7 separate regions of the Mus musculus genome follow, and regions 1, 3, 4, 5, 6 and 7 are each linked to region 2. Evidence: chromatin contacts called from public ChIA-PET, HiChIP or PLAC-seq and promoter capture Hi-C data. All regions are on one chromosome and are shown on one strand. Each heading gives the region's core, a stretch centred on a gene start, on an enhancer-like site or on the middle of the called end of the contact. The rest is flanking DNA. Distances are from core to core; before and after follow the strand shown.

Region 1 (2,980 bases), core at 300-2,799, 160 kb before region 2:
GAGAGAGAGAGAGGAAGGAAGGAAGGAAGAAAAGGAAAAAAAAGAAAAACAGTGACCATGGGCTAGAGAGCTGGCTCAGTGGTTAAGAACACTGACTGCTCTTCCAGAGGTCCTGAGTTCAATTCCTAACAACATGGTGGCTCACAACCATCTGTAATGGGATCTGATGCCCTCTTCTGGAGTGTCTGAAGACAGCTACAGTGTACTCATATATATATAAAATAAATAAATCTTAAAAAAAAATAAAGAGAGAGAGAGAGAGAGAGAGAGAGAGAGAGAGAGAGAGAGAGAGAGAGAGAGAAAGAGAGAGACAGAGACAGAGAGACCACATCCCAGAAACAACATATATTGAGATCTCCCTCCAATACAATGTCCTAATGATGTAGAAACAGACTTGTGGAGTTTTTATGGTAACAAAGGAGGTTATACAACAAAGCATTTAAAAATGGGTTGTGGCCAGGCAGGGGTGGCACATGCCTTTAATCCCTGCACTTGGGAGGCAGAGGCAGGCAGATTTCTGAGTTCAAGGCAAGCCTGGTCTATAGAGTGAGTTCCAGAAACCCTGTCTCCAAAAAAAAAGAAAAAAGAAATAAAAATGGGTTGTGTAAGCAAGGGTGCAGCAAGCTCACCAAACTGTGCCATTCTGTGAGTGGAAACAAAGGTGTATGGGGATCAGTCTGCCAAGGTTATCTCTCCATGGGGAAGGGGAAGCAGAGAGAAGCAAAATGGGAGAAAGCACGCAGCTTCTCAGACAGACAGGCTGAGCCCAGTTTGGACCTAACCTACTGATGGAAACAGGGATGTGGATTACTGCAGACAGGGAATCTCAACTGCAGGCCTCAGATGCTACCTGGTCCCTTCTTATCCGTTCCACTGGTGCAGTTAAGGTTTGGTTAATACATTCCAAAGGGTTTTATTTGCCTATCAGGATGTTAGGTCTGGCACAAGGTGGGTAAGGAATTGCTTTTGGGGGACCTAAACACGGCCCCAAAGAAGTTGTATTTAGGCTCTGAACCTGCAGCAATCCAAACTCTTCACAGCCAATTTTGTTTTGTGTTTTTTCAAGACAGGGTTTCTCTGTATAGCCCTGGCTGTCCTGGAACTCACTCTGTAGACCAGGCTGGCTTCGAACTCAGAAATCTGCCTGCCTCTGCCTCCCAAGAGCTGGGATTAAAGGTGTGTGCCACCATTGCCTGGCTTGCTATTGACATTTTTAAAAAAGATTTTTTATTTTATGTTTACCTAAAATACAGGTTTTTGCCTGTATGTGTGTGTCTGCTGCCTGAACATAGTCAGAAGATGGTGATGGAGTCCCTGGTGTGAGCTTCCACAGGAAAGCAACTGGTGCTTTCCCACACTGAGACAGCTCAGCACGAGGCAGGGGTGTTTTAATCAGCTGCTTTTCAGGAATGCTGATTGACAAATTTCCCCCAGCAAGACAGGGTTTCCTTTTGTAGCTCTGGCTGTCCTGAAACTCCCTATATGGAGACCAGGCTGGCTGCAAAATCAGGGCTCTGCCATCCTCTGCTGGGAGTAAAGGCTGTGTTGGCTCTGATTGGCCTTTAATCAGTCAACTCTTGGTGGCTCCTAATAGCAGCTGGTCACAAGATCATAGGATGACTGGCCACTTGAAACTTCCAGTTAATAATTTATCATGTATCCATGATGAAATGGCGATAAAGAGCCCTGACAGTACTTCCAGACTATCCGACGGGTAGGAAGGTGACCTGCCCAGCTCCGTGAGCACAGAACTATTTTGTACTCAGGACTTTTTTTTTTTTTTTTTTTTTTTTTTTTTTACCTTTTTAAACCTTGTTCAGTGTATCTCTTTATCTGGGTGTTCCTTTTGAAGAAAAGAAAGAGAAAAATAAGAAATAGAGACCATTTGTTTATTTAGGTTTTTTAAGACAAGATTTCTCATTGTAACCCTGGTTGTCCTAGATTGTACTCTATAGACCTCCACAAGACTACCCTCAAACTCAGAGATCTGCCTGTCTCTGTCTCCTGAGTTAAAACAGAGGAAGTCTGGACATAGTGGCATACCCCTTTAGTTCCAGAACTTAAGAGGCAAAACTGGGTTTATCTCTGAGTTCAAGGCCCACCTAGCCTACCTAGAGAATTCTAGGTCAGCCTTTCTCAAAGAATCAAAAAAAAAAAAAAAAAAAAAAAGAAAGGGGCTAGTGAGATGGCTCAGTGGTTAAGAAGAGAGCTGCCTGCTCTTCTGGAGGTCATGAGTTCAAATCCCAGCAACCACATGATGGCTCACAACCATCTGTAATGAGAAACAAATAAAAGAAGCTAATGGGCCTGATGGAGTGGGGTCCCAGGTCAAGAAGGGAAGCAGGGTTGGGGAAGGAGGGGAAGAATGTTACAGTTTTAAGTCAAAAAAAAAAAAAAAAAAAAAAAGAGGGCTGGAGAGATGGCTCAGCGGTTAAGAACACGGGCTGCTCTTCCAGAGGTCCTGAGTTCAATGCCCAGCAACCACATTGGTGGCTCACAACCATCTGTAATGGAATTTGATGCCCTCTTCTAATGTGTCTGAAGACAGCTACAGTGTACTCATATAAATAAAATAAAAGTTAAAAAAAAAAAAGAAAGAAAAGAAAGCCGGGCATGGTGGCGTACGCCTTTAATCCCAGCACTTGGGAGGCAGAGGCAGGCGGATTTCTGAGTTCAAGGCCAGCCTGGTCTACAGAGTGAGTTCCAGGACAGCCAGGGCTATACAGAGAAACCCTGCCTTGAAAAACAAAAACTAAAACAAACAAAACAAAAAGAAGGAAAGAAGGAAAGAAGGAAAGAAGGAAAGAAAGAAAGAAAGAAAGAAAGAAAGAAAGAAAGAAAGAAAGAAAGAAAGAAAGAAAGAAAGAAAGAAAGAAAGAAAGAAAGGGAGAAAAAGAAAGGAAGGATGGAAAGAAGGAAAAAAGGCGCTCCCTGGGGTGGCAGCGGGCCGGTGAACTGGAAAATGAGACGCTTAGGAAGC
Region 2 (3,383 bases), core at 4-2,503:
TATAAACAGAGCAGCTATAAACCAACAGACCATCTGGTCTTCAAGACCCAAAACATTTCTTTCCAAGTAGAAACTAACCAGTGACATTTATTAAACTTATTAACACTCAGATCACTATGTCATGTCTGCATATATTTCCGCCTTTCGAGAACACCACAGATCTTGTACAGGTAAACTACCCGCTGAAGATCATCTCCCTTGCTACTTTTGTCCCTTACTTAAACAGACATAAACTGGATCTTGGGGGATGCTCCAATCGGGCCTACTACACAAACTAACCTGTCAGGGGCACAAGCGACTCCGCCTCCACTCGCTTACTTTCCCGTCCCCCTCCCCCAAACCAAGAGCCCGCTGGTCAGGGACACCCCGTCACCCCGCCTAGAGGGACTTCCCGGTAAGCTCAGGATCCCTATCCCTGCTCTCCCTTCCCCCATCCTCACCCCGCTCTCCCGGAGGTCCAGGTCCGGGGGGGTGACAGCGGATCCCGGGTAGCCAAGGAGAGACTACTTGGGGCCTTCAAAGGCCTGCTCACACCGCACTACTCACCGTGCGAGGCCGAGAGCGCCGAGTGCAGGCAAGTGGAGAGAGAGAGGGTGGCAGCCTGGCGCCTCGGCTTCCCTGGCTCCACACTGTAACCCTTCCCGCTTGTCAGGAGGCGGCCAGCGGGTAAGCGGACCGGCGGAAACGCGAGAGAGGAGAAGCCAAAGGCGTAGGTCGGGAAAGGGGAAACCGAGAGAAGGCGGGTCCGGCAACCGAGACCGGGATCGTCTCCCCCCTCCGCAAAGCGAACCCAAAATGGCGGCGGGAGCGGCAGCGGCGGCGGCAGCGGCGGCGGCGGCGGCGGCTCTGGGGAGGGAGGGAGCGAGCGAGCCAGCGAAGGGCGCCGCGTGCCCCCCCTCCCGCCTCCCACTCCTCCCTCCGCGCGCTCTCCCCGCCGCCCTCCCTCCCTCCCTCCCTCCCTCCCTCACCCGACTCCGGCCGCGCAGCGCGCACGCCCGCCCGCACGCTTCCGAGTGGGTCCGGACTGGTCGCGAGCTGCGCCCTCCAACCACCGCCTCCGGCCGCCCCGCGCCGCCAGCACCGACGCGCTCGCTCTGGGGCCTCCGGCTCGCGCGCTCCCGACTCCCTCTCGGCCCTCACGCGTACCTTCCTTGGCGCGAGCCCGAGCCTCCTCCCTCCTCCTCCTCCTCCTCCTCCTTCTCCTCCTCGGCTCGCCTCCCTCTCTTCCCCGCCCCCACGGCTACCAACGGCAGCCACGGCTGCCGCCGCCTTCGCCCCCACCCCTCGAACGTGCGCCTCCCACAATCCCCCCCGCGGGACGTTCCATTGCGCGCCCCTGCTGGGGCCGGGGAGAAGCGGGCACGCCCGCGCAGACGAGGCTGGCCACGGTGACCGGAATGTTTTGAAGAGCGAGCGAAGGTACCTAGGCGCGGACCTCCTGGGACGGGCCACCGCGACGCCGAGGCTTGCTGCCCGCTTCCGGCCGCGGGGCGGGTGGCGCGGTGCCCCTCCGCTGGGCTGTGGTTGCAGCCGCGGCGACTGCGCGTTGGGTAGCTTCCTGCCACACGACCCGAGCTTGCTTCACAACTGCAGGACGGGTGCCTGGGATCCAGCCGCTGGCGGTGTGTGCGGGTCACCGGAGCAGGAGTCCTAGTGTTGGACTCATGGTAAGGGGACTGAGCCACACAGGGGATGCAATGATGAAGGAGGGAAAGGAGCGTGTATTTGAACTGCCCCGAGATAGGGAATGAGGGCAGCAGTGTCGGTGATCCTCCAAGAGGGCATCCTTCAGACCCGGGGCTGCGGACCTGGGACCGGAGGATGAACGGACAGAACGGCTGTTAATATGTTAATGTAGTTTAACCTTGTTAAAGTCCCAGAGGGTACCTATCCTCTGTGATGCTTGTGTGATCCTTGTGCACTTCTCAAAGATTGTGCGAACTCGGTTTGCAACTGGCAGCCTGATGTTAGAGCAGTGGTCCGCGCAGCCTTCCTAATGCTACGACCCTTTAGTACAGTTCCACATGGTGACTCCCTACCATAAAATTAGTTTTGTTGCTACTTCGTAACTGTAATTTTGCTGTTATGAATCTTAATGTAAACATCTGATATACAGGATATCTGATATGGGATCCCTGTGAAGGGTTGTTAGACCTCTCCTCGGGTCGCCACCCGCAGGTTGAGTGTGTGAGGGGATGAAACTATGCACTGAGATTTTATTTCTGGATTTGATCTTTTAGGCCTTCAAATTTTTCCAAGTTATTTATGAGATGCTGGTAGTAAAAATTAGCTAACCCCAAAATATACCTTCAGGGTTGGAGTATGAAATAATGAGATCATATATGTAAAGCAGAATTAGCTCCTGGGTACGGGGAAAATGCGGAGTATTATTGTTATCATTTACAGTGCTGTTGATGTTGATAAGATTTGTAGGTGTAATTGGTAGTTTGTGTTCTATTCATCTAAATTGCTAGTTAAACCAGACCTATGGCATTCATTGGCTGCTAGTATTTGTTTCCGTGTTGACATTGGATGAGTGAATTCAGGGCATGTGATGTTAAAACCCCAACGTTTGATCTACTCATTTTTAGTCTCCCACAAAAAGCAAAGCAAAATTTTAGAGGAATGGCACCTTAAGTTTCCTTTCTTATCTGTGAATTCTTACCTTTGTGATTCAGGGGAAATTTAAACATTACTGCGTTCCATTCATCTCCAGAACCCATTCAATTAATATTCAGTCTTTTTTTGGAATAGGGGTTAAATTGTCTTTTGAGTGGTTGTTTATTTGTTTGTTTTGACAGTCTCACTCTTTAGCCCAAGCTTGCCTGAAACTCTGACAGTCATCCTGTCTTAGCCTCTTTAGAGGTTGGATTATAGGCATGAACCCATACCTGGTTTTCAGATAACCCAACCTTTCCCTATTGGCTGTATGCATTGGGGATTGATTATCTTTGTGTTTCCTTCTTTGAGTTAAAGAGACAATCAGCCTTAATTGACTAGCTGTGAAGTTACTTTTGCTAACCAAGCCCATGCAGTCTACCCAGGGTTGCAGGAATCTTTCTTCAGTAGCTTCCTGTGTGCAACTTTGTATAGGTGTGTGCTTGCATGTGTGCAGACTGTCCGACTGATTTACAGGGTCTATCTCAAAGGACATGGAAATGTTAAAATCAGTGTCACATACTTAAATACTAGGACTAGAAAGCTTGAAGCTATAATCTCAACACTCCACAAAGTGGAGGCAGGAGGATGGAAACTTGGAGGTCATCCACAGCTATGCAGCAAAGTCTTGACTAGCCTGAGTTCCGTGAGACAGTCTCAGAACAACAGTGGGGTTGGGGTGGGGGGCAGGTGAGAGAAAGTTAGTCTGAAGAGCACTGACGGAC
Region 3 (3,401 bases), core at 72-2,571, 250 kb before region 2:
GTCCAGAAGAGGACATGCTGATCACTGGTGTGACTTTGGGTCCAGGCTTAGAGGGACAGATAAAGTGGCTACCTGTGCCAGTGCGATTGGCCTGGATGGCCCCGACACTCAGCTCCATCCGACGTCCACGTCGAGTGCTCTCGTAACGGCTGAAGGTACCCAGAGCCGGTAAGGTCACGGGGTCAAGAGAGTCACAGTACGATGCATTACAGACACAGACCACTGAGCTGTAGCCAAAGCTTTTGGGGATGCAGGGTTGGGCACCTAGGAGGCAGGGCACAAGCAGAGGCAGGCATCAAAGCGGGTTTATGAGGGAGTGGGCATGCTAGGTACGAGACAGAACAACAATTAAAAAAAAAAAAATCCGGGCTGGTGAGATGGCTCAGTGGGTAAGAGCACCCGACTGCTCTTCCAAAGGTCTGGAGTTCAAATCCCAGTAACCACATGGTGGCTCACAACCATCTGTAACGAGATCTGACGCCCTCTTCTGGTGTGTCTGAAGACAGCTACAGTGTACTTACATATAATAAATAAATAAATATTTTTTTAAAAAAATCCTTCCACCATACTCCCAGCCCAAAGATGTCTCAGGCATTCTAAAAGAGTTACAGAGTCCCTACTGAAATTTCAGCACCATAATGGAAGGCTACCAGAGGACTTTGGGGGCAGGGGACACCTTCATGCCTCCATCTCCATCCTAGACTCACCATATGCCCAAGATACCGCCTGAAATAGGAAGAATCCGATGAGCCTGGCAGCCATGACACCAGCACACTTCTGAGAAGAAAATGTAGAGGAAAGATAATAGTGTAAGACTCTCTCTACCCTGCAACCACCCTCCTGGCCAGAGTTTAGCTGCCTGTGGATGCTCACAGCATAGGCTCCCACCTTTATTAGTGATTAGACAGTGCCCGTAGACCCTGGAGGCGTCCTGCATTCATTCACTCTGCTAGGGAGTTTGCTGCCCACTCCAAAGAAGACTCTCTTCACTCTTTTCCCCCATCGATTTCAACCTTCAGCCCTCCCTCCATCTGTGCCCTCAAAGAGCCATGATGCCCTGAATTTAAAAAAAAAAAAATTGAACTCACCGAATTCCATAATCTAGATAGGCAGAATTCCCGAAGCAAGATTGACAAGGCAAATTGTAGCCCTGCCCGCTTACCTCTCCAGAAGATCTTGGAAACTGGAGCTACTCAGGACCAGCGAATGAGAAGACTGTGGAAGTTTCTGTGCCTTGGAGGGATAGAAGACCTACCAAATAAAACACAGACAGATATCATAGCTCTTGGAACCGACTAGCACAGCAAGTTCCTTCCGGCTTAAAGGGGCGGACAGAGTCACATGATGACTAAGCCGGTCACGTGATGCAGGAAGTGAAGCAATCGAAGCCATATTTGTAATGGGCAGTTGGGCTCTTCTAGGTTAGTCATTCATTGCATACCCTGTGAATTTTGGGGAGGCCTAAAGGATGACACCTTTAGGAAGAGAATTCTAACAAGGATTGTATGGACAGCTGAGTAGAGGCTCCTAAATCCAAGACAGAGAGGACTTCTAGCCTGTGAGGGCCACTGTATTCACATGCACATACCGACACACAGATATACATAATTTAAAAATAAAATTTAAAAATAAAAACAAGGGGCTGGAGAGATAGCTCAGCGGTTAAGAGCACTGACTGCTCTTCCAGAGGTCCTGAGTTCAATTCCCAGCAACCACATGGTGGCTCACAACCATCTGTAATGGGATCTGACGCCTTCTTCTGGTGTCTGAAGACAGCTACAGGGTACTCGTCATATATATAAAAAATAAATAAATAAATATTTTAAAGAAAATATTTATTTATTTATTATATGTAAGCTGTCTTCAGACACTCCAGACCTCTGGAAGAGCAGTCACTGCTCTTAACCACTGAGCCATCTCTCCAACCCCAAATAAAATCTTTTAAAAAAATAAAAATAAATAAAAACAAAATTTAGAAACCCCACATACAGCCTGGAATTGGTGGCACATGCCTTTAAATCCAGCACTTGGGAGGAAAAGGCAGGCGGATCCCTGTGAGTTCAAGGCCAGCCTGGTCTATGGGGCAATTTCCAGGACAGCCAGTCCTGTTACACAGGGAAACCCTATCTCGAAAAACAACAACAAACCCCACATACACACAATCTTTATCCTAAAAAGACTAGTGAGACACATGAGTCAGACACTTACACGGAGTTACAGGCGAAGACAGACAGAAATGTTGAGAGGTATACTTGCAAGACTCCTTGAGAGGAAAGGGGACCCTTCCCAGAAGAACAGGCGGGGGGGGGGGGGGGGGGGAGTCACAGTAAGTGCAGGGAGTTGCTGTCGGGCTCTGGAGATCAGGACCAAGGGAGGGAGTGGTCCCCACTGGCCGTTTCTGGATTCTCTTGCTTTATCATCAGATGCTGGCTGGAAAGCTCTTCATCCTTCCTCCCAGGAAACTGGAAAATGCTGTCTGTCTTTGGTGGACACAAGAAGAGGGCTGTCGTCCGGGTTTCCTTGTGAGCCACAATAAAGTTGATTAATTGGCAGTGACACATGCAGCGTGATCTGACTAAGTCCAGGTCTCTGAGCCTGTTTCCACACTTGCCCAACATAGACACCAGCATAGTCTCACAGAACCATTACTAGCGTTAGCAAGAGAAGTCAAGGGAAGTCTGAGCCTGTTTCCACACTTGCCCAACATAGACACCAGCATAGTCTCACAGAACCATTACTAGCGTTAGCAAGAGAAGTCAAGGGAAGTCTGTAATTACACATTAGGAGCTTTATGCTTGCTGAGTGAGGTTTTTACATTCTTATAATTACCACATACCCTTTTTAAAAAATTGATTAGTTATCTTCTTCAGCTCTGGCAATATTTAAATTACAGTTGCTTGGAGCTGCATTGGTTTGAGTCCTGGCAACTGGCAATCATATACTGTTTGGTTATCACTTTAAGAATCAGTAGCTGGGTGCTCGCTTCGGCAACACATATACTAAAATTGGAACAATACAGAAAAGATTAGCATGGCCCCTGCGCAAGGATGACACGCAAATTCGTGAAGCGTTCCATATTTTTTAAACTCAAGAAGAATGAAGACCAAAGTGTGGACACTTTGCCCCTTCTTAGAATTGGGAACAAAACACCCATGGAAGGAGTTACAGAGACAAAGTTTGGAGCTGTGATGAAAGGATGGACCATCTAGAGACTGCCATATCCGGGGATCCATCCCGTAATCAGCTTCCAAACGCTGACACCATTGCACACACTAGCAAGATTTTGCTGAAAGGACCCAGATATAGCTGTCTCTTGTGAGACAATGCCAGGGCCTAGCAAACACAGAAGTGGATGCTCACAGTCAGCTATTGGATGGATCACAGGGCCCCCAATGGAGGAG
Region 4 (3,383 bases), core at 360-2,859, 230 kb after region 2:
CATTTCAGTCTATAGCAGATAGCAGCTAATAACAACAATATAATCCACGAACTACAGAACTGGGCATGGGGTTCATGCCTCTACTCTCAGACTAAGCAGAAGGAGTGTTACGAGTTCAAGGCTAGCTTAGGCTTTGACCTGTTATCAAGGAAGACAATAACACAACTTAAAACAAGAGAAAACAAGGCTGGGGATGTGGCAGAGCCCTTGCATGGTATGCTCGGCTAGAGTCTCAGGTTCCATCCCCAGGTGGGGGTGTCAGGGAGACAGATTTACCCCACTAGCATTCCACCAACCTATGACAGCCAAAGATGACAAAGACACAGGAGAAGACAGTACTATATAATGAGCTGCAAGGATAAGGAAATAAAGGAAGAGCTCTAAGTGGAAGATTGGTTCTAAGAGTTCAGCAGGCTGGCTCTACTTGTTTTTCTGCTTCCTTTTGTGGAAGTTCAAACCAGCTGACTCATCCTTCAGGGTTAGTCTCATGTCAGACCCTGAACAGTGACAGCAAGAAAAGGTTTCATTGAGTGGTCGTTAAACTTTTCCTTTAATCTAACAATACATTATATGTCCTTAAATAAAAAAGACAGTTTGTCTACCAATGTAATCTGAAGACTAAAGATAGCATAAATGTGCATATGAAGTCTAAAATAAATACTCAAATGTTTATTCTGGTCTCTAAGTAAGTATGAATTACATACACAAACAAGCTTAGGATATAAATATTACTTTTTAAGCTCTAACTCTATTGAGATACTTTCCCAGGCTGTATCTGGAAATATAAACAAGGAGCTGACTTACCAATGGTGGGGTCATGGTCTTCTGGGAATCGGTGGCTGATGAACTGCATTGTCATGGCTTCAAAACAAGAGATGCAACTCAGGACACTGTGACCAGGAAGTATTTTAGCTATCAATTTTGCACAAGAGCCAGTAACCCATCTGGGTTGCTTTTCAAACGTTGTGTGGCAAACAGAAATGGTTACCTACCACTCTTCCCAACTCCACCGGCACCCAGCATCACTAGTTTGTATTCCCGGGAGAGTGCTGCAGGGCTGCTACAGCTGCTACCAATGGGGCGAGCTCCGGACTCCATTGTCCTCCGGGGCAGTCCTGGGCCCCTGGGAAAGGCCTCCTAGAGGAGAAGGCACAGAACATTCAATCCAGGATGGAAACAGTGGGCCACAGTGAGAGCCTCCTTCTTCCGTCCCCAAACACCATGGCCTACTCTGCTCATTGCAGAACGCTAAGAAGCCCTACATCCTCGCCCTTCACAATCAGTCTCAGTCCTAAAACAGATCATAGATGTCCAAACTTACTTTTTCCAGAAAACTAAAAAGAACTTAAAACTTCAGATTGAGGCAGCGTGCCAGTAGGAAGGAGCCGGATGAGTGCAGAGCGCTGCCTGACACTGTCACGTTCTTTCACGGTGGCCGTGGCTCCCCCACTTCACCACCTTTCCCGCCACCGTCACCCCCCCGCCCTGTTCACCTGAGCCTGTACCTCTGAAACCAGCTTTGAGGCCGGGTGGTAACCCGCGTTCCTTTCCCAGCTGCGCCCCACAGCCCAGGGCCCCGCCCGGGTCCTGGAAGATGGCGCCGGTGGGCGGGGCATGACCCTGAGCCCCGCCCCCACAGCTGACAGATACTCTGCTCCGCCCCGCGCCTAACTCTAACTCGCTAAGCCCTCTGGTCACATACGAATCTCAAGGCTTGCACTTACAAAAATGGATGTTATATTAATCGAACAGATACTTTTAAAGATTTATTAATTTATTATATGTAAGTACACTGTAGCTGTCTTCAGACACTCCAGAAGTGGATGTCAGATCTTGTTAAGATGGTTGTGAGCTACCATGTGGTTGCTGGAATTTGAACTCAGGACCTTTGGAAGAGCAGTGCTCTTAACACCTAAGCCATCTCTCCAGCCACGAACAGATACTTTTAAAGTGATTAACTTAGGGCTATTTGCTGCTGGTAGAGGGAAAATATCTGTCACCAGATGTACAGCACAACAAACCCACACCCCCTCAATCTTTCCAAAATACAGAATTACATTAGGGTAGGTATGGTACTTGCTACAAAGCAGCGCTTCATTTTCCAAAAACGCTGTTACATCAAAAGCTCTTGAAACCAAAACCAGATGATCGCGGTATCCAGTTATTCTAGTTAGAATTTTTTTTTTAAAGATTTATTTATTTATTATATATAAGTACACTGTAGCTGTCCTCAGATACTCCAGAAGAGGGCATCAGATTTCGTTACGGATGGTTGTGAGCCACCATGTGGTTGCTGGGATTTGAACTCGGGACCTTCGGAAGAGCAGGTGGCGCTCTTAACCACTGAGCCATCTCACCAGCCCTCTAGTTAGAATTTTAAATTTTAAAATTATTAAGACAAATACAAGTCAGATAGGATGCAAGCACATCCATATAAACCAAGCATTTGGAAGGTGTCTGTGCCAAGCAGTACAAGGGCCACCTTGGATACCAGCTAAATTCGACATTGGGTTACATGAAACCCTGTCTTAAAAGCAGAGCTCAGGAGAGATTATCAGTAGTTAAAAACACTCCTTGCGGGGGCTGGTGAGATGGCTCAGTGGGTAAGAGCACCCGACTGCTCTTCCGAAGGTCCAGAGTTCAAATCCCAGCAACCACATGGTGGCTCACAACCATCCGCAACAGGATCTGATTCCCTCTTCTGGAGTGTCTGAGGACAGCTACAGTGTACTTACATATATTAACAAAATAAATCTTTAAAAAAAAACAAAAAACACTTCTTGCTTCTGGATTCAGTCGCTAGCACCCACACAGTGGCCCACAACCATCCAGTTTCAGGGGATCCACAACCCTCTTCTGACCATTTGCAGGCATCAGGAATACAAATGGTGCACATATATACACATAAGCAAAAACATACATATGAATAAATACACCTTTTTAAAAAGCAGATAGCTTATGCCTTTAATTCCAGCACTCCAGAGGCAGGTGTGTATCTGTTTGTGACCAGCTTTAGACAAGACAGACAGAGAGGGTCTCTTTTGACTTCCAAGCTAGTAAAGGCTACAATGTGGGACCCAGTCTCATAAAAAACAAATTAGCATAACTGGGCTTCATCCACTCTGCACATCACATGGAGTGAAACGTTCCTGCATTATTCTTGCAACCTCCACTTCCCTTTTCTGCTGGAGCCAGGATATAGGTGAGCAGCTTAAGCTAGTCTACAGTGCCTGATCTTTCTGTCTCAGCATAAGAGTGCTGAAGGGAGACCAGGAGGGAACAGAAAGGATGGTTTAGGGTTCTAAGTCACAGGCTGACTTAGAAACCATAGCAATCTTGCCTTAGTCTTCAAGTACAATTATTTTATCTTGTTTTTAGGGTCT
Region 5 (3,346 bases), core at 347-2,846, 140 kb before region 2:
TGAATGCATCTTCTCCCCTGACTCAGGTACAAATCGATTGTCAAGTACAAGACGGCTTTCTACTCTTTCTACCTGCCTATTGCGGCCGCCATGTACATGGTGAGTTGGTGGCACTTCCACTGTTTTCTTTCGGGGACGCTGGGACAGGAGGGCATTTACTGTGTGACGGTGTGACCTCGGGCAAGCCCTCTGTCCCTCTGATACTGGAAAGTGGGCAGAGTTGAGGCCTGTGGATGGTACATCTGGCGGGGGGCGGAGGGGGGGCGGCAGAGCGAAATTGAGGCTGAGGCAGGAGACTAGGTGTGGAGGTGGTTTATGGGTCAGGTCTTCGTTTCATTTTGTAAGAAGTTGAAGTTGAAAGTGGAACCGTAATGGCTGCAGCTCCCAGGGGAAGATGTGTGGTCATGCTGCCTACCCTGTCTCCTACAGGCAGGCATTGATGGGGAGAAGGAACACGCCAATGCCCTGAAGATCCTGATGGAGATGGGCGAGTTCTTCCAGGTCCAGGTAGGCAGGTCCTGCAGCCCAGAGTGCATATTTTCTCTTTCCCGGCCTGGGGACCTCCTCATCTCTCCTTTATGCCTGCTGCCTAGGACGACTACCTTGATCTCTTTGGAGACCCCAGTGTGACGGGAAAGGTCGGCACTGACATCCAGGACAACAAATGCAGCTGGCTGGTGGTTCAGTGTCTGCTACGAGCCTCTCCTCAACAGCGCCAGATCTTAGAGGTGCTCGAGTGGGGCCTGGGAGTGGCATGTCCCTTTGCTAAGGGGATGGAGGAGGGGTGGTTAGGAAAGCAGGGTGATTTTGCTGTCCAGGAGACATTGGGCAACTAAGTGCAGTTTGATGTTTGTGCTGAAGGTGGCTAGCAGGCAGAACCGGGAAGGTTTTGGATAGTGCCAGACAACGCATGCTGCCCAATAACTCAGCCGTGTCAAGGCTGGGAAACCCTAGAGGAAGTAGAATCCAGAGCCAATACCTGAACTTTGGGCTCGGGAGGCAATGCTTGGTATCTTGGATCCCCAGAGAGGAGAGTTTTGCCAGTGTCTGGAGTGAATGAATGAGTTGTGAGGGCCTTTGGACCCAGCCAAGTAAAGCTGTTTTCGTGCTTCCAGGAGAATTATGGGCAGAAGGACCCAGAAAAAGTGGCTCGGGTGAAAGCACTGTATGAGGCGCTGGATCTGCAGTCTGCTTTCTTCAAGTATGAGGAAGACAGTTACAACCGCCTCAAGAGTCTCATAGAGCAGTGCTCTGCGCCCCTGCCCCCATCCATCTTCATGGAACTTGCAAACAAGATCTACAAACGGAGAAAGTGACCCCGGAATTGGAGAGGCTGGGAGGGAGGGGGTCTCAATAAATTATTGTTCAACATCCTGTGGTTTTATTCTTGTGGCAGTCAGGAGTTCAGCTTTATCCAGAATGCAGGGGTGGGAGAGGGCAGCTTGGAATCCAGGTTGGCAAAAGCATTCCTTGAGACCCAAAGCGTCTGCTTTGTAGATGGGTGACATAGGCACAACGTCAAGTGTTGCGTGGGGGTTGAGGGGCGGTCCTGAGCTATGCCACGCCCATGCGTGAAGGGGTGCGGCTGCGCAGCCACAGTGGGTTTTGCCGGTGCCCCTCCCCTCCGCTCTGTTCCCTGCTGGGCGGGGACGCAGACGAGCCCAAGGCCGGAGCGATTCCAGGAGGACTGCGGTGAGGAGGGCTCGGTCTGAGGGTGCGGATGGATGGATGGATAGATGCATGGATGGATGGATGGATTGATAGCACAGGAGAGGAGCAGTTAAAAGAATAAAGAAACGGGCGATGGCTGGGTGATGGGAGACGACACAGAGTGAATGGACAAATCTTGGCGTTGCGGTGGGTGAGGACACAGGAGGAAGGCTAGAGCTGAACAGGGACTGGGACAGATGCAGAGCTGACAGCAGAATGCTTCCCCTTGCTCCAGCCCAGACCCCTCTCCTGCGTTAACAAACCAAACCCTTCGTCTTGTTCCCCACCATCCACCTCACTAGAGCATCCGGGCGGGGTCCCCTTCCTCCCAGGGTTAGGCTGGAGGACAGAGCTTGATTAGGAAGAATCGGTGTATTCTGGGCCCTATTCTTTTTCAAGCATCGCACCCCCATATTCTGGGCCCCACTCTTTTTTCAAGCTTCGCAGCCCCACAAAGATCAGAGTACAACTGCATTCTCTGATGACCCTCCTTTCTCCGTTCCCTGGAGGTTATGTTCAGCTCCACCTGCAAATACTGCAGTGGGAACTAATGGCCTGTCCGTGGTGATTTGAATCTCATTTAAATATCTCCCAAAGCAGCCAGATCCTTCCCAGGCCTGTTCTAGTCCTCAGTCACCTCCAGTGCCCTTACCCGTGATCTAGGTTTCAACCACCCCTGTTTTCTAGGTCTGCATCTACACTGTCAGGTAGGTGGATGTGAGACGCTGGATCCTCTTGGTTCTCTGAAAGCCATACGTCGTCCTCCCTCGGCACCATGCTGTCCCCTCAGCGGGCTTTACTCTGCAACCTCAATCACATCCATCTCCAGCATGTCTCCCTAGGCCTGCACTTGTCCCGCCGTCCTGAACTACGAGAGGGGCCTCTGAGCACACCCCCGCCCCCGGGAGACACCGGGGGCAAGGAAAGCAGGGGGCCCTGCAGCGGGACCCTTGTGGATGCCAACTCCAACAGTCCAGCTGTGCCCTGTAGATGCTGCCAGGAGCACGGGTCCAGCATAGAAAATCAGCAGGACCCTTCCCAGGAGGAAGAGGCTGTTTCCCCTTCAGATCCAGGATGCTCTTCCTCTCTCAGCTCCTGCTCAGACCTTAGCCCTGATGAGTCTCCAGTGTCAGTCTACTCGCGAGACCTGCCTGGTAATGAGGATGCAAACCCTCAGCCTAGCACCTTGGAGCTGGGCTCTCCTCTGGCTCCAGCGGGCCCTAGCACCTGCTCTCCAGACAGTTTCTGTTGCTCTCCTGATTCTTGCTCTGGAATATCTTCTCCACCTGGACCTGACCTGGACTCGAACTGCAACGCCCTGACCACCTGCCAGGACCTACCTTCCCCAGGCTTGGAGGAAGAGGAAGACAGTGGGGAACAGGATCTTGCTACCTCTGAGCTCTCAGAGACCGAAGATGGGAGAATCGACGCAGGGAAAGCAGAGCCCAGTTGGAAAATTAACCCCATTTGGAAAATTGACACAGAGAAAACTGAAGCTGGGTGGAAAACCATCGAGGACAGTGACTCTGGTCGGAAAACAGACGAAAATACAAACTCGAGCTTAAAAACGGAATCTGGGAAATTGGCTTCTTGTTTGAACACCAATTCTGGTTCGAAAATAGATGCAGGGAAAACT
Region 6 (3,319 bases), core at 645-3,144, 180 kb after region 2:
CTGCTGAGCCATCACTCCAACCAGCAAAATGTTCTTAAACTAGGTAATTTGGTCACCACAATAAATCCTGTGTACCAATGAATATTTTTATCACTTTTTTCCAGTTTGTAGATTCTAACTCTACAGGACAGATGAACTCACAAAAATACCCAAATATCAAAAGGAGTCAGGTATAAGTTATTCCAATTCTAGCTTCTAATGTATTGACCCAGTGCTCAGTAAAGAGCCTGAGCCATAATGTTCAAAAATTCATTTTTTTTCTGGTTTCGAGGCCAGCCTGGTCTACAAAATGAGTTCCAGAACAGGGCTATACAGAGAAACCCTGTCTCAAAAAAAAAAAACCTAAATTTGGAAACTTGAATCCATATTGTGTGTATTTATATATGTATGTACAAATACAGAGTTGACATTTGTTTTAAGTTGGCTATGGTACACTGTACCACGAATACCTTCCTGTTTAAAATCATCATGTCTTTTGTAGTATAACCTTTAATTTCCAGTTATCTCTCTTTAGCCTCCAAATACCAGGTTAACTAAAAATGCAGTGGTCTTTTCCTTGCAAGTAGTATAAAAGCAGTTTCCCAATTGAGTATAATAATTTCAAAAATAAAAAGTTTTGAGTTTCAGTGATGATACAAATTATGCTTAGGAAAAATAATCAGGAAACTTTAAAAATCAATTCATTCATCTTTTCTAGTAGTTTCTCTAACTTAAAAAATACACTTTTTAGGCAGGGTGGTCTATGACTGTAACACTAGCATTTGGCAGGTGTTGAAAGGAGTTCAAGACCAGCCTGGACTACACAGTAAGTTCAAGGTCAGTCTGTATTACCCAAGACCCTGTCAATAAATGTAATTAAAATTACTCTTGACAGGCAGTGGTGGCTCAATAGGAGATTGTAATCCTATCAATAGGAGATTTCCAGTCCAGTATAGGCTACACAAATGAGTTGCAGAGCAGCCTGGTTGAGAGAGACTGTCTTTTTAAAAAATCACAACTTCTCTTCTCTTATGGGGGGGGGGGCGCATTAAGAAACCAAAAGCACTCTTTTGGTCACAGCTGGCCTGATCTTGGAATCAAAACCCAAACCCTACAAAGGAAAAGAAAGGTGACAGGCCATTAGCAGAGACAAAGGAATCTCCAACTGCGGAGAAAAGCCAGGTTCCGAGAAAGAGCCCCCACCTCGGCCACATGTTCCCATGTCCTCAATCTAAAGTCAGAGCCACCCGAGCATGTGCAGCAGGGTGAAGCGACTCATTATTATTATCATTATTATTATTATTATTATTTTGCATATTTTCTGGTGTTTTATACTCCAGAGTACTGGGTTTAAAAGCATGCACCACTACTGCCCAGCCGACTTTAAGTCTTTATTATTGTCTCTGCTTTTCTGAGATAGGTTCTTGTTATACACGTCAGACTGGCCTGAAACTCTTGATCCTTCTGCTTCTACCCAGGTTTCAATCTTTAGTCAGTTTCCATAAATGCCTTTACTGTTTCAGGAGTGCGCTAAAATAATAGCCATCAATACTGAAACAGTATAGAATTTTGCTTTTCTCAACTCCTCGGACCCAGAAGGTTCAGCTTCTAGCTATATAAACTCAGGCAACTAGAATTACAGCTTCAGAAGACGCTAAAGCGACTATCTTCCTGCCCTTCTGTATTTGGAGACCTATCCAAGACTGTCCTTGACTCTCCTTCCTCACCCACTTGAGTGCTATAGTCACAAGGATGTGCGACTGAGCTAGCTAAACACCTACACTTCTTAATGGGCTTTGAAATTTAGCCACAAACGCCCACAGCCTGTGAATGGGCGGAGACTCATCCTCGGAAAAACTCGGCAGTGGGCGGGGTCTTCTCTCGAAGAGCTTCCGGAATCTTTCGGGCAGAGGCGGAGTCTTCTGCCGAGGGCCGTTCGGGAAGAGGCGGAGCCTATCTCTCATCAGGACCAGTCTGACTGCACCTGCATCCTTAGCTCAGAGCATCCCTGGAGCATCTAAGAGGAAAGCGCAGCTAGCAACCAGGGATCGTACTGCAGGGGCAATCGGCCATGCACCTTCCCCTCCCCTGATCTGGAGGTCTACAGCCGCGGCCTCGGTACTGACCGAGATTCCCAAAGTTGTCTGACCTCTGCAAAAGTGTTTCTATCAACAGCCTCTGATTACAACATGGCTGAGATCACAAATATACGCCCCAGCTTTGGTAAGTAGAGCCTGACAAACTAATTTGGGGGCGATCAGTGCCGTTGCAATGCCAGATAGCTGAGGAATGGGCGGGGAGTGAAGTCCAAATGGGACCCTCTCATTGCCAGCCCAGCCAGAATAGGGCCTGAGGTCATGAGTAGAAGGCTGTGGAGAACCTCTGAATTTCAGCTGTGGGATGCAGGCTCTGGCAAGGGCAGAGTGCCACCGAGGATAGGTAGGTCCAGGATGCTAAAACCTTGATGGTAAACCCTTGATGGTGCACTGTCAGCACGTCTGGAGGTGAGAAATGGCAAGCTTGCGGAGGATGTGAACAACCCCCCCCCACCCCTCTTTCTGGAGGAAGAGAGGTGAGGTAGGCCGAGCCCTCCCCCTAGGGGCACGCAGGGCGGTGCCCCTTCCTCCCCCTCCTACTTCTGAGGGCTGCAGAAGAGGAAAGTGGCAAGGGGGATGGGACATCAAGATGGCAGCGTGGAGACTATGGGCTGTATGGCTGGAAGCCAAGGGAGGCGGAGGCCTCCAGGGAAAGCAGGGTGCGGGGGTGGGGAGCACAAATGAAGCCACTCCTTAAGCCGGTCAGAGGGTTGCTAGGGCTGGGGTAAAATGCTAGCCCTGCATGCTTCATTCTGCACCGTAATGGTGTAGTCCTTCGCGGTGTTACCAAATGGCGCTTGGCGCCGCCGGGCGGAGAGATGACGTGATGTCTATTTCTGAACCTCCTGGCAGTGCCTAGGCGCCCCTTCCGGGGCCTTTGTTCCCTGTTTTCCCGGTCTGGCTTTTCAAATAGGGGTACTCACCCGCGCTGGTGCTGGCCAGGGAGGCAATCCTGGCCTGGGGGAGGGGCTGGAGAGGCCCAGCCCGGGGGAGGCTGCTTTGTGTACCACAGAAAGCATTACGTCATCTCGGAGTGGCTGGTCTGCGACCTAGCCCTCTGGGTTCTCAGAGCACTTTTACACTCCCTGGGGCAGAAAGTGCTGTGGTAAATAGGTGGGAAAGAAAGCAAGAGAGGCTTGGCCAAGTCGTTTCCTCTTGGGGAACTCCTCCATAACGATCCAGGAGCGCAAACTTCTCATGCTGTGCTCCACACCACATAAATAAGTAAAATAAAATTGTCCTTC
Region 7 (3,358 bases), core at 714-3,213, 210 kb after region 2:
ACAGACTGACTGAGACAAACTCACACACTGTGACAAGATCCATGGAAGACACATGATGTTTGGAGGGTACAAATAGAACTCACCGGCTATCGTCGGAGGCTGAGCTTGGCTTGCGTGTAGAGCTAACTGGGCAATGCTTGTTGGCCCTGGCCCCTCCTGCTGACTTGTGTGAAGGCTGAGGCCTGGCTGTCTCTGCTAGTTGGTACCACCACTGCTGATTCGTGTTTACTATCCTGACTCTACCCAACAGGACTGCTGGTGTATCCATGAAGTGTTTGCGAGTGGATTGAGCTGCTGCTGCTGCTAACATTGGCCACTTCAGGAAAACACTCTTTCACATGTTTGCCCCAGCAAAACACCATCTAAAACTGCCGCAGACCCTCTGGGCCCCTTGTCTTCGTGGAACGGGATCTCTTAAGCAGATGGGCAAAGAGTCGGATGGGGTGACAGACAGACACACACACAAGAAAGGTGTTGGATCTGAATGTAATGTTCCAGTCAAGCCTCAGACTTTTTATAATACAGAGTAAATTGCAAATCATAACAGAATAAGGCACATTGAATTTTTCCAGGTGCAAAAGGAGTGACTTCAAAAGGAACCAGATGAATGTTTAACACTAGAGATTAGCACAGATGCAAGGGGAGTGATGTCAAAGGGAATTTGTAGGGACCAGATAAATGTTTACACTAGAGATTAGCACCTTCTGCCAGGCAAGAGTTTTACACTTAGTGTTAATAGCACCAGGGTTGTTAACTCTTGACACGCCTCAAGAATAATGTAGTGTCACTGACCCCGAAATTCTCTAGGCCTTGTTTAATTATCTTGTCTGAAGGATCCTCATTACTAGGATAGTGTATTAACTTACTCTTGGTATGGAATGTAGTTTGTAATGAAATTTTTATCTTAGTGAGAATTTTAGTCTCTTACTATAGACAACTGAGTTAATGGCTATGATTTTATTGTAGTGCTTAATTAGTTACTGAATAGGTTAAACTCCTTGCTGCTAACTGGAATTTTGGAACACTGGGAAAGGCTTTAGCTAATTCAGGATACAATCTTAAAAGGCATTTACAATAAGGTAATACTAAATAAAGAGCACGTGGATCCATACACTAGACTAATGCGGGAATGGAAAAATTAATTTTATGGTTTATATAGATTAGGGAGAAAATGCCAGACCCCGGGAAGGGGGTTTCCTTGAAACTCTTTGCTTCATGAACCAGCTTCCCAGCTTTCGCTTTGTCAAGCTGACTCCACCAGAGTGCCGTGACACAAAACAACTGACTTTCCAAAGAACCCTTAAGTTTCCACTTCAGCAGTCTTGCTCTATATTCTATATTCCAGGCTGGTCTGTAACTCACAGTGATCCTCTCACCTTGGCTTTCTGAATCCTGAGGTTACAGCTGGGGAAAATCCCACCTCCTTTTGTTCTTATTTTATTTTCTATTAATTAATTAATTTATAGATTATGTTCTCATTATATAGCCCTGGCTGTCCTGGGACTCTCTATGCAGAATAGGCTGACCTCCAACTCATAGAAATCCTCCTGCTTCTGCTTCTGCCTCCTGAGTACTGGAATTAAAGGTGTGTGTCACCATGCTAATTTTTTTCTAAATATTAATTTTTAAAAAAAGATTTTATTACCTATTATCTATACAGTGTTCTGCCTGTGTGTAGGCCTGCAGGCCAGAAGAGGGCACCAGATCTCATTATAGTTACAAGCCACCACATGGTTGCTGAGACTTGAACTCGGTACCTCTGAAAGGACAGCCAGTGCTCTTAGGCTCTGCGCCATCTCTCCAACCCACCAACTATTTTTTTTTTTAAGGACTGGGTGTTGGCGCTAGAGAGATGGCTCAGCAGTTAAGATCAGTTGTTGCTCTTGCAGAGGATCTGGGTTCAACCACCCATATCCCAGTTTCAGAAGATCCAACATCCTCTTTTGACCTTTGTGGGCACCAGGCACTCTCATGATACAGTCATACACTTGGGAGAAATAGGCAAGGGGATGCTATGAGCTGTCCTCGGCTAGCCTGAGATACAGAATGAGAAGTGAGACTCATCTCTCACAAACATGGCATCCAATTACATAAAGAGGACTGGGTATAGTGTGACAGACTTTTCCTGGGAGATACACAACATACTCACCCAAATAAGGAGCCTACTATACCACTACCAAAGTCCAGGTTGGTGAATCAAAGAATTTTATTCTGGGATTACCTAAGGAGATATGGGTAAGGGATAACTTAACAAGAGCAGAAATGACTGAAAGACAGCTGCATCATCAAAGTCCACCCCAACATGAGAGACAGCTCATGGGTGAAAGCTGGGGACCTGGAGCACAGTGCAGGTGAGCTCTCAGCTAGCCTGAGCTACAGAACAAGAAATAAGACCCATCTCACAAAACCAACAACTAACTCCCAGAGTGATTTCTCCTCTCCTCAAACAAGGTGACATCCCCTAAGTAATTTCTTCAAGGTTAATATCAATTTTCCTTATAGTCCTGGGCTGGACCAATCTCTGTCATAGGGATTTCTGAATCAATTTTGAAAGAGAGGAGGGGTCATTGTGGCTGAAGGACTGCCCTGAGGAGATGTCGAGTCCTTGGGGAAGTAAGCACTGGTGCTGGAGAGGAACAGTGTGTCCCCGGGGTGGGCATGCATGATTGCGGGACACAACCTTGTTTCTTCCTGGACCTCCTGCCTCCCCCCTCGGGATACTTTTCTTGCCCATTCCTTGCCAAAGCCTTCCTAGGAAAGCCCCGACCTGGTCTCAGTGGCGTGCTGACGCTTGTGACTGACAGAGGCAAGCAGCTACTGCGTCAGTCAAAGCCTCAAGAACAGTGGCTTCTGACATGCAAACAGCTCTTCCCCTACTCCACTCTCCTGTTTTGGAGATGGGAGTCTCATTGCAGCAAAGCCAGCCTCTGCTTTGAACCCCTGTCCTTCCTGAGTGCCGGGGCTGCTGGCTTCTTCTGTCCCATGGCCTGGCAGCTATTTTTCTAAAAACAATTTTGAGCACAAAGACTTATAAAATTGATTGCCTCTGTATTTGCAGTCCCAGCACAGGTAAAGTGCTGTCATCTGTGTGCCAACATACACATGGGGAGATTCATGGACAACTTTTGGAAGTTGGTTCTTCTATGTATTTTGTCTGCATCTGTGCACTGTGTATGTGCAGTGCCCGAGGAAGCCAGAAGAGGGCACTGGACCCCTGGAATTGGAGTTCAGAGGGTGGTGAACAGCAATGTGCGGAAAGGATACTGAATTTGGTTCCTCTGAAAGAGTAGCCTCCTAACCTCTGACGCATCTCTCCAGCTCCAGGGAGCTGGTTGTCCCTACCACATAGCAGAAACCT

The links. Promoter capture Hi-C pulls out the DNA fragments that hold promoters and counts their contacts. ChIA-PET counts read pairs in DNA pulled down with a chosen protein or histone mark. HiChIP or PLAC-seq counts read pairs in DNA pulled down with a chosen protein or histone mark. Capture Hi-C pulls out chosen DNA fragments and counts their contacts.
Region 1: a contact with region 2 is called in a FOXA1 HiChIP or PLAC-seq map of pancreatic cancer cells. The contact joins the enhancer-like site here to the promoter of Dap3 in region 2. A contact is called at or near these places in 13 of 39 promoter capture datasets (the 3T3-L1 cell line, 3T3-L1-derived adipocytes, the HPC-7 cell line and 8 more), 1 of 15 datasets of contacts at CTCF or cohesin (the NIH/3T3 cell line), 1 of 484 Hi-C or Micro-C datasets (pre-megakaryocyte-erythroid progenitors), 15 of 115 datasets of contacts at active chromatin or transcription factors (the 230-238 cell line, the SCID.adh cell line, bone marrow-derived macrophages and 8 more) and 2 of 9 other capture datasets (adipose tissue and liver).
Region 3: a contact with region 2 is called in a promoter capture Hi-C map of pancreatic islet. The contact joins the promoter of Gba here to the promoter of Dap3 in region 2. A contact is called at or near these places in 7 of 39 promoter capture datasets (the 3T3-L1 cell line, the C10 cell line, cranial neural crest and 3 more), 4 of 484 Hi-C or Micro-C datasets (double positive thymocytes, embryonic fibroblasts, granulocyte-monocyte progenitors and 1 more), 9 of 115 datasets of contacts at active chromatin or transcription factors (the HPC-7 cell line, the SCID.adh cell line, bone marrow-derived macrophages and 5 more) and 4 of 9 other capture datasets (adipose tissue, embryonic stem cells, liver and 1 more).
Region 4: a contact with region 2 is called in a promoter capture Hi-C map of second pharyngeal arch cranial neural crest, with 2.9 times the contacts expected there. The contact joins the promoter of Rit1 here to the promoter of Dap3 in region 2. A contact is called at or near these places in 11 of 39 promoter capture datasets (the C10 cell line, cranial neural crest, erythroid cells and 6 more), 8 of 115 datasets of contacts at active chromatin or transcription factors (effector CD8 T cells, embryonic stem cells, epiblast stem cells and 2 more) and 4 of 9 other capture datasets (adipose tissue, embryonic stem cells, liver and 1 more).
Region 5: an H3K4me3 HiChIP or PLAC-seq map of embryonic stem cells shows a contact between it and region 2, with 31 read pairs. The contact joins the promoter of Rusc1 here to the promoter of Dap3 in region 2. A contact is called at or near these places in 19 of 39 promoter capture datasets (the 3T3-L1 cell line, 3T3-L1-derived adipocytes, the C10 cell line and 13 more), 1 of 15 datasets of contacts at CTCF or cohesin (the NIH/3T3 cell line), 19 of 484 Hi-C or Micro-C datasets (CD8 T cells, the N1E-115 cell line, Th1 cells and 11 more), 35 of 115 datasets of contacts at active chromatin or transcription factors (the 230-238 cell line, the HPC-7 cell line, the SCID.adh cell line and 24 more) and 3 of 9 other capture datasets (adipose tissue, liver and pancreatic islet).
Region 6: a contact with region 2 is called in an RNA polymerase II ChIA-PET map of effector CD8 T cells, with 16 read pairs. The contact joins the promoter of Syt11 here to the promoter of Dap3 in region 2. A contact is called at or near these places in 1 of 484 Hi-C or Micro-C datasets (nephron progenitors), 9 of 115 datasets of contacts at active chromatin or transcription factors (effector CD8 T cells, embryonic midbrain, embryonic stem cells and 2 more) and 4 of 9 other capture datasets (adipose tissue, embryonic stem cells, liver and 1 more).
Region 7: an H3K4me3 HiChIP or PLAC-seq map of bone marrow-derived macrophages shows a contact between it and region 2, with 3 times the contacts expected there. The contact joins the enhancer-like site here to the promoter of Dap3 in region 2. A contact is called at or near these places in 2 of 39 promoter capture datasets (hippocampal neurons and liver), 2 of 115 datasets of contacts at active chromatin or transcription factors (bone marrow-derived macrophages and embryonic stem cells) and 2 of 9 other capture datasets (adipose tissue and pancreatic islet).

What each region holds. Positions count from the first base shown.
Region 1 is chr3:89,111,885-89,114,864 of GRCm38.p6, reverse strand. No RefSeq gene overlaps it. Among named protein-coding and RNA genes, the nearest start is that of Fdps, 11 kb to the right of the region's middle. Within about 2 kb of position 1,549, at least 15 of the 459 cell types and tissues checked have an H3K27ac peak or open chromatin away from gene starts, as enhancers often do. A contact at or near this core is called in liver and pancreatic cancer cells, where this site is marked.
Region 2 is chr3:88,948,152-88,951,534 of GRCm38.p6, reverse strand. It overlaps Dap3 (death associated protein 3), which reads left to right and starts at 1,253. Exons shown (of 13, transcript NM_022994.3): 1 at 1,253-1,667. The coding sequence starts at 1,665. It also overlaps a transcript of Ash1l not described here.
Region 3 is chr3:89,200,848-89,204,248 of GRCm38.p6, reverse strand. Gba (glucosidase, beta, acid) reads right to left here and starts at 1,321. Exons shown (of 11, transcript NM_001077411.3): 1 at 1,163-1,321; 2 at 708-777; 3 at 73-264. The coding sequence starts at 762. It overlaps Gm23269 (a small nuclear RNA gene), which reads left to right and starts at 2,976; the gene lies at 2,976-3,082.
Region 4 is chr3:88,715,080-88,718,462 of GRCm38.p6, reverse strand. It overlaps Rit1 (Ras-like without CAAX 1), which reads right to left and starts at 1,609. Exons shown (of 6, transcript NM_009069.4): 1 at 1,506-1,609; 2 at 993-1,137; 3 at 805-861. The coding sequence starts at 1,098.
Region 5 is chr3:89,091,613-89,094,958 of GRCm38.p6, reverse strand. Rusc1 (RUN and SH3 domain containing 1) reads left to right here and starts at 1,596. Exons shown (of 11, transcript NM_028188.2): 1 at 1,596-1,692; 2 at 2,398-3,346. The coding sequence starts at 2,486. It overlaps Fdps (farnesyl diphosphate synthetase), which reads left to right. Exons shown (of 10, transcript NM_134469.4): 7 at 27-99; 8 at 430-507; 9 at 594-728; 10 at 1,116-1,371. The coding sequence ends at 1,316.
Region 6 is chr3:88,771,174-88,774,492 of GRCm38.p6, reverse strand. Syt11 (synaptotagmin XI) reads left to right here and starts at 1,894. Exons shown (of 4, transcript NM_018804.3): 1 at 1,894-2,202. The coding sequence starts at 2,169.
Region 7 is chr3:88,738,691-88,742,048 of GRCm38.p6, reverse strand. No RefSeq gene overlaps it. Among named protein-coding and RNA genes, the nearest start is that of Rit1, 24 kb to the right of the region's middle. Within about 2 kb of position 1,963, at least 9 of the 459 cell types and tissues checked have an H3K27ac peak or open chromatin away from gene starts, as enhancers often do. A contact at or near this core is called in bone marrow-derived macrophages, where this site is marked.